Regions from separate parts of the Macaca mulatta genome. Here regions 1 and 2 are each linked to region 3. The links are chromatin contacts, called in public Hi-C maps. All regions are on one chromosome and are shown on one strand. Each heading gives the region's core, a stretch centred on a gene start, on an enhancer-like site or on the middle of the called end of the contact. The rest is flanking DNA. Distances are from core to core; before and after follow the strand shown. Region 1 holds the start of SLC22A23 (solute carrier family 22 member 23). Region 2 overlaps SLC22A23 (solute carrier family 22 member 23). Region 3 overlaps PXDC1 (PX domain containing 1).

What was found. A called contact is a pair of places that touch in the nucleus more often than the background predicts.
Region 1: a Hi-C map of fetal cortical plate shows a contact between it and region 3, with 3 times the contacts expected there. The contact joins the promoter of SLC22A23 here to the enhancer-like site in region 3. A contact is called at or near these places in 4 of 14 Hi-C or Micro-C datasets (fetal cortex germinal zone, fetal cortical plate, fibroblasts and 1 more).
Region 2: a Hi-C map of fetal cortex germinal zone shows a contact between it and region 3, with 13 times the contacts expected there. The contact joins two enhancer-like sites. A contact is called at or near these places in 8 of 14 Hi-C or Micro-C datasets (CD4 T cells, blood, fetal cortex germinal zone and 4 more).

Annotation. Positions count from the first base shown.
Region 1 is chr4:179,810,413-179,813,444 of T2T-MMU8v2.0, forward strand. It overlaps SLC22A23 (solute carrier family 22 member 23), which reads left to right and starts at 1,780. Exons shown (of 10, transcript XM_001093713.5): 1 at 1,780-2,492. The coding sequence starts at 1,839.
Region 2 is chr4:179,986,468-179,989,600 of T2T-MMU8v2.0, forward strand. It overlaps SLC22A23 (solute carrier family 22 member 23), which reads left to right. Exons shown (of 10, transcript XM_001093713.5): 8 at 1,392-1,424; 9 at 2,519-2,642. Among named protein-coding and RNA genes, the nearest start is that of PSMG4, 28 kb to the right of the region's middle. Within about 2 kb of position 1,799, at least 15 of the 40 cell types and tissues checked have an H3K27ac peak or open chromatin away from gene starts, as enhancers often do.
Region 3 is chr4:179,535,894-179,538,754 of T2T-MMU8v2.0, forward strand. The region is part of intron 4 of PXDC1 (PX domain containing 1); the gene reads left to right. Among named protein-coding and RNA genes, the nearest start is that of PXDC1, 27 kb to the left of the region's middle. Within about 2 kb of position 1,463, at least 6 of the 40 cell types and tissues checked have an H3K27ac peak or open chromatin away from gene starts, as enhancers often do. A contact at or near this core is called in fetal cortical plate, where this site is marked.

The DNA.
Region 1 (3,032 bases), core at 530-3,029, 270 kb after region 3:
AGACCCGCCCCCCAGCAGCCTTCAGAAATAGTTCTCTCGTACGTAGGTGCCAGCATTTTATGCGGTAAACACATGTTGCCCTTAACACTGAACTGCAGGTTAAAAATGTATTTCACTAAATTATGCAGCGGTTAGCTGAGCAAATAATGAAAATGCAAAAGAATACATTCAGTATATGGAGCTTAGAATATATCCTTTTGGAAAGCTAAACATTTTTTATTTTTTATTTTTGCCCCAAATAAGACTAGAAATGGATTGCTCAATTTAAGACTTCCATTAATAAACTTCTCAGAATATGAAATGTCTCCAATATGTGGGGACGCTGGGGTGAAAGGTGCCGGATAATTCTCATTGGTGCGTGCGCTGGGCGCAGAAGGAAATATGCTAATGCAGCCGTTTGCCGCAGGGTTGGTGTTATTTCTACAGCGCCGGCTGGGCAAGGTTGGCGCTGGAGCAGGAGAGGAAGGAGATGTTTGTCTTCTATGAGAGTCTAGATGTGTGCGCCTGTGCACACGGCGTTCCAAACGTGAATACAAGATCTTAGGGAGGGGGTGGGGAATGCCATCACGTTCATACCGTGTGTATTATAACTCGTGTTGGAGATCTATCCCAGCATCGTGCTTACATCGCATTCACTTAGGAGTGGGGGAAGAAATGGCGATTTGGGAGTGGGTGCGGCAAGTCGCAGGTGGCCAGACACTGCGGGGGACTGGCGACCTGAAACTGGCAAAGGCGCCTCCTTGACCCTGCTCCACGGACACAAAAATCAACCTTATTCGCTCCTGGAAAAAGCGCAGAGGGTTGTTCCCGAAGGCTGAAGACCCTCGGGCTTGAGACTGGGAGCGGGGCGCGGGCAGCGGGACGGCCGGGCACCTCTGAGGAGACAGAGGTCACGGAGACTGGCGCGCGCGGAGTGGGTGGGGGGCCCGCGCGGCTGCGGGAACCCAGCCTCACAGAAGACCCGGCCCACACGTTCTCAGCGCATGCCGACTTCGCCCGGACCCCTTGCCGGCCGGCGCCCCCTGCTACGCCCGCCTCCTCCTCCCCCGCCCCGCCCGGCGCGAAACGGGCACGGGCAGGGGATCCTCCAGCCAGGCGGGCCCGGGGTGTCCCGTTTCCCCCGCCCCCCCTCCTGTGGATCCCGGGCGGCGGCGGAGCGTCCGGGCTGGAGGGGGCGCTCGCGCGCAGGAGCCGAGCGCAGCAGGTGCCGCGGTTACCTCCACCTCGGCGGGGGGAGAGGGGGCGGGCCGGGGGGCAGGGAGGAGGGGAGGAGGAGGAGAAGGAGGAGAAGGAGCGGGGCCGGCTCCAGGAGCCCGAGAGCGCGGCCGGCTCGGCAGGCTGGGTCCCAAGCTCGCGGCTTCCGGGAGGCGCTCGGAGTCGGAGAAATACAGCGCGGCCACCCCGGGAGCAGCAGCAGTTGCCCGCACCGCCGCCCGCACCGCCGCCCGCAGGGCCCTGAACCGCTGGCAAGGGCGCGGGCCGGGCGCGGCGCCGGCTCCTCCTCCTGCCGCGGCCGGCGCGGAGCAGCGGAGAGCGGCGGGCTCGGCAGCCGGCGCCCGGGCCGCGGAGCCGATGAGCTGCGGCGGCTGAGGGCCCGGCCGGCCTCTGCCCGCCTCTGCCCGGCGCCCGAGCGGGGCCACAGCGCCCGGGGCGCGGGGTCCGGCGGGTGACATGGGGGCGGCCTGACGCACCCGGAGCCGCCGAGCGCTCTCTCTTGAGCCGTGGGCCCTCCTCGGCGGCAGCGGCTGCAGGCGCCTGGCCCGGCGCGCTGTGCCCGGGGCGCCCGCGGAGCCTCCGCCGCGCTCTATGCGCCTCTGCGGGAGCCGCGGGCCCGGGCCATGGCCATAGACCGGCGGCGCGAGGCTGCAGGCGGCGGGCCCGGGCGGCAGCCGGCCCCGGCCGAGGAGAACGGCTCCCTGCCGCCCGGGGACGCGGCGGCCTCGACGCCCCTCGGGGGACGCGCGGGCCCCGGCGGCGGCGCGGAGATCCAGCCGCTGCCTCCACTGCATCCTGGAGGCGGCCCGCACTCGAGCTGCTGCTCGGCTGCTGCGGCCCCGAGCCTCTTGTTGCTGGACTATGACGGGTCGGTGCTGCCCTTCCTCGGGGGCCTGGGCGGGGGCTATCAGAAGACCCTCGTGCTGCTCACCTGGATCCCGGCGCTGTTCATCGGCTTCAGCCAGTTCTCGGACTCGTTCCTCCTGGACCAGCCCAACTTCTGGTGCCGCGGGGCCGGCAAAGGCACCGAGCTGGCGGGGGTCACCACCACAGGCCGGGGGGGGGACATGGGCAACTGGACCAGCCTCCCCACCACCCCCTTCTCCACTGCCCCCTGGGAGGCTGCCGGCAATCGGAGCAACAGCAGTGGCGCGGACGGAGGCGACACACCACCCCTGCCATCCCCTCCGGACAAGGGGGACAACGCCTCCAACTGTAACTGCCACGCGTGGGACTATGGCATCCGCGCCGGCCTGGTCCAGAACGTGGTCAGCAAGGTAAGGGCCGCGGCCGCCCAGTCCCTCCGACCCTCTCCATGCAAATCGAGGTCCAAGCCCGAGCCAGCTGGAGACCCGAAGTCCCCAAAGTGGTGGTGCTAGAGTGTGTGTACGGCGTTCCGCACTGGCTTAATCTCCTTCCGTCCCCCAAACCACATCCCTTTACTTGGGCATAAAGGGAGCGCCATAGCCTTTACTAGTTTGCACCCAAACTCCTGTCCCAGTACGCGGATGGAAAGCGCGCCCTTCCCCCACCCTCGGGGCGAGGCAGCTGACCTGTCACCAGCCTGCTCTGGAGGAGTCGGACTGGCGTCGTTCAAGGTCTGCTGGGGGAGCCGGGACCACGGCCCTGTTCTGCCCGGTTAGTTGTCCCTGCGTCTCCCACAAAGCAATAGTCTCCCATCTCGCACTTGATTTTGACAGAGGTAAAGCCCACTAAAGAACTGGAGAGCCAGAGAAGCAAAGACTCCTGCAAATCTCCAACCCGCACCCGTGCTCAGTCCTCCCGCAAAGATATCTGACTTTAGACTTTACTGCCTC
Region 2 (3,133 bases), core at 549-3,048, 450 kb after region 3:
ATCTGTTTTGTCACCCTCGCATTAGGGCCCTGCTTTTCAGCAGATGTTCCCGAGTTCATCAGCTTCTCTTTGGACCAAAGAATTTCTCAGTAAAGGTTAAAAATAATCTGGCCAGATGCGGTGCCTCATGTCTGTAATCCCAGCACTTTGGGAGACCGAGGCAGGCGGATCACAAGGTCAGGAGTTCAAACCAGCCTGGCCAATATGGTGAAACCCCATCTCTACTAAAAATACAAAAAATAATTAGCTGGGCTTGGTGGCACATGCCTGTAGTCCCAGCTACTCAGGAGGCTGAGGCAGAAGAATCACTTGAACCAGGGAGGCAGAGGTTGCAGTGAGCTGAGATTGCACCACTGCACTCCAGCCTGGGTGACAGAGCAAGACTCTGTCTCAAAAAAAAAATAATCTAAGGCAAAGCTAGAGAGTCCGTCTGGCCCTCCAGCAAGCTCTGTATAGCTCCTCACCAACAGATACCCCCGTGTGTGGACAAACCACCACAGCACCTCCGTGGCCGGCCCAGGGCACGACACGAACAGGCAGGGCCACTGAACCTCCTCTCCCGCCCTGGCATGGTCCTCCTGGGACAGGCTCGGGACACGTGGGAACATCGACCCCACAGAGCTCCCCTGCCTTTACAAGGAAAATGAACGCAGGCTCTCAGAACTAGATGCCAGGGCTGTCCACCACCCCCAGATCAGAGCGGCCTTGTCGTGCAGCCTGGGTTAGAGAGGGCTCACTTCCAACTCAGGAGCGGCTCTCTAGCTTGGACAGTTCCTGTGCAATCTGTACCTTGCGGGGAGACTGCTGGGAGGCTTAGCTAATGGAATACACACGTGGTGCCTGTCTCCCTCCATCCCCGTTCCCCAGCTGCCCTTCCGGGGAGCCTCTGCCCTGCTCACACAGTTGGGACGGAAGTGGCAGATGCCTCGGCCACCAGGTGTTGCCATGCCCCTTTGGCCCTGAGCAGGAATGCCCAGGAGCCCCAAGTGAACACCAGGCAACTGTGAGGAGCAGAGCTGGGGCCAGCAGGGGTGCCCCACAGTGCTTGATGCTACTTGAGTGCAGGCTGCAGTGACCCGTGGGCAACTTTATATGCACGGAAGCTCACCCTTTGCACCTGCTAGGGTCTCGCTGTGAAGGTTCCATTTTCTCCCCAGGCTCTGAGGTCAGCGGGATCTTACCCCTGTCTTCCTAACAAAAAGATCTTTGTTTAGTGCAGTATGAACTCCACTGCCCTGGCAGCCAGCGCCATCCCAGAAACAGAAGGGAGTTTGCTTGAACCAAGTCACATGGGAACACACTGGGCTAATTCCACACCTAACGTGCTCTCTCCTCTCTCCTCACCTGCTTTGCCCTTGTCTGTGTGGGTGCGATCATGTCCGCGGGCCCAGTGATTGGAAAGTACAGCCAGCACCCAGACTCAGGTGAGTCCCAAGCGCGTGGGCTGTGCTTCCTCGTCTTGTATTACATCTAAACGGGCGTTTTCTCCAAGACTCACGGACCTGTGGTTTCCATTTCCTCTCTTTCTCCCCCTTGCCCTCCAAGAACTGCAGCTGAAGTTGGCCGTAGGTTGGACACTATACGGATACATTTGTATTCTCCCTCTTGCCGCTAGAAAGAGCGACTGGTGCTTCCCTGTTTCTGTGCTGCTTGGCACGCATGCCCCACCCCTTCCCCTGGCACCAGGCTCAGCACAGGCCCTGGCCCAGCGCCAGCTTGCTTTGTCTTATGGACAGCATCTGGGTGGGGGAGAAAGGCCGGGAGTGCTGGGGCCCAGCCGTCTGTGCTGCCAGGGGAAGCCGCTGTCCCCCTTTGACCCGTGTAAGCTTGCTGCCCTCCAGCTCTGGGGACAGCACAGTGCCGCCCTGCACCTTGAAGCTGCTGCTGCTCCCGCCTGGCCTGCCCCAGCCCTCGCCCGTGTCCCTGGGGAGCGCTTGCCCTCTCTGCAGCCTTGGGGGAGCTGAGCTGAGCCCCAGCTGTATGGCCCTGACAGCATGTCCATGCACGGTGCCAGACACGGCCCTGGTTCGAGGTCGGTCTCCGGTGCCATTCACGAGGGCTTTGAGGGGTTGAACACTCTCCTTCTGGGCCCATAAATTCTGTGGCTTGAGTTTTTGTTTCCTTAACCCTGACTCAGCTCCCCTGTCCCACGTGTTGGGCACATCAGACCTGACTGGAGCAAACGTAGGCCAGGGCAGAGGGATGTTGCTGTGGCACCGGGGACATGCCAGCCTGCCCCTCCCACCAGGCATGGCTCCCGGCTGAGGAATGCCAATAGAGGCCGCCATGAGCTCCAGCATGCTTGATGCACAGGGACTCACAGGAGCCCCACAAAACCTACTGCGGGGACTCTGGGCGTCTAGTCCTTGAGGGGCTTGGTTCCCAGAGGGAACTGCACAGCCATCCATGCCGCACGCTGGGCACTGGGGAGGAGCCGTGCCGTGCAGCCCTGGGACTCCCTCCCACCCTGGCCTGGCTTCCTCTCTTCCCTCACCATCCCCTTCTGACCCTCCCCCAGGGATGAGTGACAGCGTCAAGGACAAATTTTCCATCGCGTTTTCCATCGTGGGCATGTTTGCCTCCCATGCAGTGGGGAGCCTCAGCGTGTTCTTCTGTGCGGAGGTCACCCCGACGGTGATAAGGTGCGTAATGGGAGACACCCCGGGGAACGGCGGCTTCTCGGGACTCAAAGACAAGTCCCTGGCTCCAGGCTGGTGTGGGATTAACCAGCATCAGCTCTGGCTCTGGCTCTGGGCACATCGGCTTCATGGTTCACAGCCGAGGAGCTTGTTGTACCTAACCCTGAGGTGCCCGAGAGTCACGGGAGAACCTGGCCCTGGGGTCCTGTCCAGGCAGCAGCAGGAAGAAGGGGGAACAGGGAGCTACTCTGGGCCCAGGAAATATGTCAGTGACTGGCAAGGGGGGAATTCAGTGGATCACTCATGCCGCACTTCCACCAGAACCTGTGCCGCCGACTCTGCTAAGAGACCTCACGGCACAGCTATTGCAGAATGTTTAAAAAGTAGAAAGAGCCTTTTTCCCCCCTAAGACGCAGTTTCACTCTTGTTGTCCAGCCTGGAGTGCAATGGCATGATCTTGTGTCACTGCAACCTCTGCCTCCTGGGTTCAGGCG
Region 3 (2,861 bases), core at 213-2,712:
TGGTTTGACTGTAACACATGCTCCAGAGAGCCCGACACTGGGGGCACTGTGAGGCGCAGCACCTTAGCCTTGGCTCTTCTCCAGGCATCTTCATGGTGAATTACAGGGACACCAGGTCCCCAGACAGCCTGGCCTCTGTTTCCTGACATAGCCAAATCCAGGCTGCTACTGAGCTCAGAAAGTTATTTAAACTTTCCTGACTTCTCTTACCTTCGCGGGGCCATTCTGCTGTCTCAGCATGGGCTGTGTTGAAGACCACAGATGATGAGTGTAAAACATCCCGCTTGAGAGCCCCACAGAGGCAGCTCTGGCTGCAGAGTCTCCCTGTGGGCCCAGGAATGAGATAGCCTGGGGATGGCCCGGGTCTTGCCCCACCCATTTGCTAGCCCTCCACAGCAGCAGATTGAAACTAGAACTAGATGGGCCACATGTGCCGAGACCCACATCCGGGCCTGTGGGCTGCAGGGCTGTGACCCTAGCATGAACCTGGGCTCCAGCCGGTGGCCTGGGCCTCCTCTGCTGAATCCCTGCTCCATGACTGAGCATGGCGGGGGGCGGGGGGTGGGGGGTCCCTGTCAGGCTTGTGGGACTGGCTCCTGCTAACAGACTCCCACCTTGACCAGTGTGTCTCTCAGGTAGACGGTGCGAGAATCCTTCCCAGGGTCATGAACTGCTGGTGGCAGAGGCTGTCCCGGTGGGGCCAAGGCCACAGCTTTCCTGACCTGCTTTGCCCCTTTGTGTCCCTTGCCCTGACCCCACTGTACATAGCTCATTCACTCATTCCCTGTGGGTCCCCCATGCCAACAGGCTGGCACCGTGGAGGTACAAGGCGGGGTGTAATCACGGGTGAAAGAAAGAGGCCTATTAGCTTGGCAGGGGTAGTTACTGGCCAGGCACTGTCTTGGGGGAGAAGACAGATGGAGACCCTTTCTCGTCACCAGTTGTGCAGGCTCTGAGTCTCCAGTGCTTCCAAGGGGACCCCTTTCTATCTGCAAGAGGCCCTCGGCACCCTGGAATGAGGCCAGATTGAGGAGGCAGGTTCAACTGTGAGCGGGCTGGAGCTGAGGAGAAACGCACGAGAGAAGAAAGCCGGGCCAGGGGTGTGGCTCTAGCGGCAGCCCCGGGCTGTGTGTGGACAGGAATGACAGGTCTTGAATAGGCGGCCACCTGCTCCGGGACTCCTGGTTCACAGGGAGAGAGGGCCGAGAAAATCTCCACGATCCCGGGAAAGCCTAACAAAGAAACGCCTGGGGCTCAGGGGAGCATTTGGAGGGAGTTCTGACTCGCTTGCCGGGCCTCTCTCTGGCTGCTCAATCTCGGGCAGTGCAGTGGAGTTGACAATGGTCCAGCTCCAGTGTCTGCAGGGACGATCTGTTACTATACGGCCTCCGCTGTCGGGTGGGGAGTTGACAGCAACCAAGGGCGCAGAGAGATGCCGTTTGTGAACTGGAGGCTTCACCTCCCTGCACGGCTGTCCTCCCTGGCACCCGAGGCTGACCATCTGGCCCGAGTCTGTGAGCTCAGTGCTGCTGGGCCCATGGCAGGGCCCCCTCAGCAGAGTCTTGGCAGGCTGCCCCCAGTCTGGCCCCAGGGGCAAGTGGGCACCAGTGCCGGGGCCCAGAGACCCCCCTGCACTCAGAAAATGGTTGTATCTGATAGAGATGGGGCCAGTGGGGGCTTCTGGGACTCTGCCGGTGACAGTCTCAGCTGGTGAAGGGATTGCCCAGCTTCTGGGAAGTCATCCGAGGCACTGGGCGGTTGTGTGGGGACCTCAGGGAGCTTCAGCCCTGTGACTCTCTTTTCCCTGAGCATCCCAGTGCCCCTCCTTCCTCATGTCCTCAGGGTCATCCTGTGATCTGGGCGGGGAGGATGGGCAGGTTGTGGGACACTGTTTGAGGTGGGCTGTGGCTCTGCCCCTCGCCTGGCTTGAGCCTTTCAGCACACCCAAGGCTCCCCGTTGGGTTTCCATCCAGCCCTGGTCTGGGGAAGAGATTTCATTCCCTGGGATGAAGTTAGAGAGCTGCTCTGTCTCCGTGAGCCCCCGTAGCTTTCCCACCCACAGCTAGGGCTCTTTGTGCCACGGCCTCTGTTCCAGCCTCATGTTGCCAGGACCGTGAGCACAGGGAAGCCGAGGCAGGGGCTGACAACACACCCCAGGCCTGGCCGTGGAGTCAGAGGGGAGGCCTCCTCTGCAACCTCAGCCTTCTTATCCACACACCTTAAAGCTGTCTTCACAGCCCTGTCCCTTGAGGTCAGCGGGATACGCACAACGTACTAGGTTTGGGGGAACATGTGCTCACCCTGCCTTGTTGTGTGTCCGGCCAGGGGCCTGGACTGTGCGATAATCTTGGCCATGGCAAAGCTTTGCAGATATGGCTGAGTTCCCACAGTTGTCACTGGCCAGGGCCACCTTCAGGCACTAGGGGCGGCACAGGAGGCAGCCCTGAGGTGACTCCCAGGAGGGCAAGGCGGCCCCTTGCCTCTGTCCACACTCCCACGCAGCCTGCTGGGTTTGGGCTGATTCATAGGTTGAGGGAGATCCCACAAGCAGCACGGCTCTGTCCCCCTTCCTGGGGAGAATGTCCTTCTTGTGCTTTTCTCTTTGTTACGCGTTTTTTAAGACTTGGAGTCTCTTTTTGTAATGTAGGAGGTCATGCCTGGGCTGCGGAGGGAGTAGAAACAGTTCCAGTGTGTGGGGAGTCAGTATTGCGGGCTTTTCGTCCCCTTATGTTTGGGGTTTGTATTCTTCCCTTGGTTCTCCACACCCCATGTAAGTCCCCCACATTCGGATGCTTCTCATCTGCCAGAGCCCGAATGAAACACGTACCCGCATGCAGGCTTCCCCGCTAGAAGGTATCTGT